Regions from separate parts of the Sus scrofa genome. Here region 2 is linked to region 1. The links are chromatin contacts, called in public HiChIP or PLAC-seq maps. All regions are on one chromosome and are shown on one strand. Each heading gives the region's core, a stretch centred on a gene start, on an enhancer-like site or on the middle of the called end of the contact. The rest is flanking DNA. Distances are from core to core; before and after follow the strand shown. Region 1 overlaps TEAD1 (TEA domain transcription factor 1). Region 2 overlaps TEAD1 (TEA domain transcription factor 1).

The links. HiChIP or PLAC-seq counts read pairs in DNA pulled down with a chosen protein or histone mark.
Region 2: a contact with region 1 is called in an H3K27ac HiChIP or PLAC-seq map of skeletal muscle. The contact joins two enhancer-like sites. A contact is called at or near these places in 2 of 47 Hi-C or Micro-C datasets (embryonic fibroblasts and liver) and 1 of 2 datasets of contacts at active chromatin or transcription factors (skeletal muscle).

The regions. Positions count from the first base shown.
Region 1 is chr2:46,490,963-46,493,662 of Sscrofa11.1, forward strand. All of the region lies in intron 2 of TEAD1 (TEA domain transcription factor 1), which reads right to left. Among named protein-coding and RNA genes, the nearest start is that of RASSF10, 150 kb to the left of the region's middle. Within about 2 kb of position 1,264, at least 3 of the 83 cell types and tissues checked have an H3K27ac peak or open chromatin away from gene starts, as enhancers often do. A contact at or near this core is called in skeletal muscle, where this site is marked.
Region 2 is chr2:46,649,427-46,652,126 of Sscrofa11.1, forward strand. The region is part of intron 1 of TEAD1 (TEA domain transcription factor 1); the gene reads right to left. Among named protein-coding and RNA genes, the nearest start is that of TEAD1, 19 kb to the right of the region's middle. Within about 2 kb of position 1,320, at least 38 of the 83 cell types and tissues checked have an H3K27ac peak or open chromatin away from gene starts, as enhancers often do. A contact at or near this core is called in skeletal muscle, where this site is marked.

The DNA of each region.
Region 1 (2,700 bases), core at 14-2,513:
TTAAAATTCTAAACACCCCAACAAAGCTATATTGAATTTCATTTGCCGCATTGTAATTACTTACTTTGTAGCTGACTATAAACAGTATTTTATTACATCCACAAAAATGCATTTAAAAACTAACAGTAATTCAGAGACACTGGAAGAACTGCGGGAGCAAGTCCCATCACTTCCACTGTGAACAGAGAGTTAGTTCCTATGTAAATATGACATCAGAAAATGGGAGCCCAAGATACTTCTCGATCCTAGTGGACCCATGGGTCTGACTACATTGCCTACCCTTAGAGCAAGGCTTGGACTTCCCTAGAGCACAGATTTGGCAAAGCCAGATTTATGTACCTCCCTCCCAAGACCAAGAAAGACTCTCACTTGGCTCAAACTCAACAATGAGACAATAGAAGCTGCCAGGCATGATGGATGACTTAAAGGCTTAGAACTACTATTTGCATCCTCCCAGATAAAGATTTAGATGAAAAAAAAAATTTTTTTTTTTTCTTCCTAAAGGCAACTTCTAACACTGCTAATATGCCTAGCAGGGGAGAGTTAGTTTAGTGAAATAGACTTACATTAAGAATATTTGTCTGAGCCATTTTCTAAAAGTGTCTTTCTGGAGTGGGAAGAAACAAACCATTCGTTTTGGATAAAAAAATCAAGTTTAGAATTTTGAAAGGTAGGAAAGCTTAAAAACGTTTAACTCCCTTAAAGCCAGTATCAAGATTTTCAGTGCATTTGATGACTTAATTTTTCCATTCCCTTATTTTAAATCCATATAATTCTTAAAGGCTGCATAATAAAAAAATTCACTTATTGAACACGGCAGGCAGGCATAAACATGATTTAAGCATGAAAGAGGGGTAAGGTCTTCACATACACTTGCCAGATAAAAATCAGTAGTTCTGAAACAGCATACAAGCAATTTTCTGGAATTCGTGAGGACCCAAGAGGGAATGCCTAAGAAATGACAGAGACGTATCTGAAAAGTCAAACTGCATTTCTCTAGAATGAATTTACAGGACAGGGCAGGAATACATCCGGAAGTACACCAAGCCTCCATTAATAAATGAGGCAGCAGTGTGGTTTCCATAGCAACAGAGACTCCACTCTCCAGCAAGCTTCGAGCAGAACCACCAAAGTTTCTCCTCAAATTTCAACTTCCCGTTTCCAGGTGCTGACAAAACCAAACATACTTTTAAGCCCGGGAAACAGTGCAAGGGTTTTCACAAGAGATTCTCATGACACTGGCTTAGCAAAAGCAGCGTGGCAGCATCACAGACAGAACTCTGCAGCTCCATCTTGCTGTAACAGAGGCGTGGAACATGATTTTAAAGGGAGTTAAGAGCCCCTTGAGAATGTTCCATGAGTTAAATATATTTGCTGTAATATTATAATGTGTTATGACAAGCTATATATCATTATAATAGGCTCCCATGATTAACATTAGTCTGACTGCTTTTTCTTTGCTCTGTAGAAATGATTTGAGAGGTTAGGATCAGATTGCTCACCAGAATTTGGCACCTGAGGAAAAGTGATGGCATTTCTTTAACATATGTAACCTCAAAGTCACAATGTCATGGTACAATTTCAAAGGAGACCTCTCCAGAACCTTCCAAATGGACGGGGAAATATGGTGCAGATTCTAGAACCCTGCTATCAACTAGTCACTGACTTTAGGGACGCTTATTAACCTTTTCGAGCCTCGGTTTCCCCAAAGGCCTAATACCTTATAATGTTGATATACCACAATGATGAGATCTCACTATTTTTATTTACTTATTTATTTTGGTCTTTTGTCTTTTTTAGGGTCGCACCCGTGGCACATGGAGGTTCCCAGGCTAGGTACTGAATTGGAGCTGTAGCTTCTGGCCTATGCCACAGCCACAGCAATTCGGGATACAAGCTGTGTCTGCGACCTACACCACAGATGACAGCAATGCCGGATCTTTAACCCACTGCGAGAGGCCAGGGATCGAACCCGTGTCCTCATGGATGCCGATCGGGTTCACTAACCGCTGAGCCACTACGGGGACCCCAAGATCTCACTATTTTTATATTCTTTCCAAACACAAGCAATCAGAGAACACCAGAAAGCACGTGTCCTCTGATCCTCCACCTCCCATTTCCCTCTGAACCTTAAAAGAGCTGAGTCTCCTAGGTCCAGACAAAAGGAAGATGGCATACTTCGCAATAAATCCGAGTCATTAAAAGAAGGGCTGCTATGAGCACAGTGACAGGAGAAGGAGAGGTGTGGAAGGATTCTTGCAAAAGCCCAAAAGCGTTCTAAACCAAACCCCCCAAGAACAATGCAGAACTAACACACACCACAGAGTTCCTCTTGGGGAGAAATGATCAAGGAGAATAAGTACGGTCTGTGTGCTACGGTAGAGAACACACTTTTTTTTTTTGTTTGTTTTTGAGGGCCACACCCGCGGAATATGGAGGTTCCCAGGCCAGGGGTCAAATCAGAGCTACAGCCACTGGCCTACGCCACAGCCACAGCAACATCAGATCCAAGCTGCGTCTGCGACCTACACCACAGCTCATGGCAACACTGGATCCATAACCCACTGAGCGAGGCCAGGGACCGAACCTGTGTCCTCATGGATGCTAGTCGGGTTCGTTAATCACTGAGCCACGACAGGAACTCTGGGAATACACTTCTTAACAAGCATCCATCCACACCTGCCATCGCAAGGGCTGTGC
Region 2 (2,700 bases), core at 70-2,569, 160 kb after region 1:
TGCTTTTGCTTGTAGCCAAGAACTATGAGGGTTGTAGTGGTTTCAGGAACTGACTCATCTAATGATTCATGGATAAGATACTGCTTTGAATAAGTTTCTGACCCTAAGACTCAGGAACTTCAAAACCAATCTGAACCCATGCTTCCCTCTTATTTGCAAAAGAATATTCACAGCAAAATACACAGGAGGACAATGGTTAATGAAACAATGAAAACATCACACCAAAAGCAGGAAAAGTAGAATGTGGATATCACATTTGAAGACATGATCAAGAGCTTAATCCATGGGCTGTGACTTGACAGCGTCCCAAATTTCCCAAAAGTGAGTAACAGGTGGGATAAGTTTATTTTTAGATGTCATTCCCCTCCATGTAAAAATAGATTTAGCACAGTAATATTTTAATTCAGGCGCATGTGGGGTTGTGACTCTAAATACCTAAGACAGAAAGTAGCATGCAGCTCTAGATTTAACTGCTACAGTTGCAAACCAGGGAGAGTTCAGGGTTAGCTGACCAATGACTAATGGGTAATAAAAGACTCATGGAACTCGTTTTCTTAAATCACCCTCTATGAGAAAAACGCAATCCAGTATTTCCACCCATCTTCTGACCAGTCTTCTCTTTCCCCCACCATACACACACACACACCCAGTCCTGAAAAGCAAACCTCTAAATAAAAGTTCAGAGACTGGCGCTGGCACCTCTGGCTGCTCCCCATATTGTCCTCATAGATTCATTCATCACCAAGAAGTCCCATTAGGGGAGTTCCTGTTGTGGCTCAGAGGGTTACAAACTTGACTAGTATCCATGAGGATGTGGGTTCGATTTCTGGGCTCACTCAGTGGGTTAAGGATCCAGCGTTGCTGTGAGCTGTGGTGTATGTCCCAGATGAGGCTCAGATCTGGTGTTGCTGTGGCTGTGGTGTAGGCTGGAAGCTGTAGCTCCGATTCGACCCTTAGCCTAGGAACCTCCATATGCCATGAATGTGGCCCTAAAGAAGAAGAAAAAAAAAAATCCCACTAGGGAAATTTTCAAGCCTCCCTGGCCCCCCATTCCCTGGGTTTTCCCTGCCTCCTCCCCCCAATACAGGCTATTAAGCACAGAACCAGTTTCAGAGGTGGCTTCAAAGTGTTTACCAGTTTTAATACAAGTTCAGTCACACAGAGGGAAAGGGGGAAGAGAAAACAAAAGTGGCAGGCTGGTCTGGAGAGAGAAGGGGGATGGAGGAAGCAGAAAGACCAGTTGACCAGGCAAGGCCAAAGTGCAAGGGCTGCCTGGCAGGCACTGCCCGGCTGGGTTCCTCCAGCAGATTTACTGACATGACGTCAGTGGCTCCAGTCCAGCTTTTTCTTTGGTAGCTTTTACCACTTGCCTCCTGAAGCCTCTACTGTGTTAGGGAGCCACAGGACCACAAGGAAAATTCCCTTTATGAAATGAGTTTAACTTCAGGGCAAGAGGCCTGCCTGTGAATTACAGGGTTCCTTAACCTCTCCCTGTGCCCCTGGAGGAAAGGGAAGGGAATAAACCCCTGGTCTACTGTACTTTTCTTAATGCAGAGGAATCATTACATGAAGCTTGCTGCCTTTAAAAAAAGAGGGGAAAAGAGAGGGAGAGAGAAAAGGCGGGAGTGGGGGGGTATGTTAAATGAGTATCCAAAATTTCAAAGGCCAGGATGCTAGTTAATTTCTCAGGGATGTCTTGGATGATGATAATTTCAGGACTATTCATTCATTCTGGTGTGAGGCTGTGTTGGCTGGACTGTGAACGCATTCGGCTTTGTTTCACCAACAAAACAAAAAAGTATTACTGAAGCTGAAACTCCAGACCTGACGGGAACCTCTGAAGAGAACACTGTAGATATGTTTAAAATGAGGTGTTTTTGTTTTGTTTCGTTTTGTTTTTTTTGGCCTAAGTGCATATTCTGTGATTCACCAACAATGGCATAAAACAATTTCCAAAAAGCAAAAATAGAAATTACCAAAATTAAATCTAATACAAGACCTATTAAACAAAAAAACATTCATTTTAGACTTAGAGGCTTACTGTTGTGTTCCCACAACCAATGCATAGGACTCCAATGCATAAACCTGCCTACAACCACAGAGCTTAACATTTTTTACCTTCTAAAAAATAAAGTATTAGTGATAAATTCTTTAAATGACTGGTAGATTAAATGTACTCTGTTTTAAACACTTTGAGAGAGGAAGGTACAAAACTTAATTCAACGAGTATTTTATTCAAACAGATGTGTGTAAATTGACCCCAACAATATCATCAAAATACAGCTTGAGGTCTGAATGGCTCAGAGTGGTAATAAGATAAGGAATCTCTCACCTTCCGCTTATTTAAACAAGACACAGAACAAACCATCAGGGAGACAGGACTGAAGGCAATGATTAAAGTTTTTTCTGAAACCTAAATTAATGTGAGCTCTGGCCTGCAAGATGAGACTCAAACCATGAACTGTCCTAGGGGAATTCTTCAGTCTGGACTTTTCCTCGAAAGAGAAAAGGACAAGATGACAAACACAAGCATGGAAGTAGCAAAATCAGAACCAAAGCGGCCACGCGTGAGACAAGTGTGGAAGGAAAAGTTTTTACTCATGGATGAAAAAGTTGACATGGTAGGTAGGATCCATTTCTGAAGGGGGAGGTGGGAGAAAGAGACCCAAGTATCCAAGTTTAGCTCTGAAATACCATTTC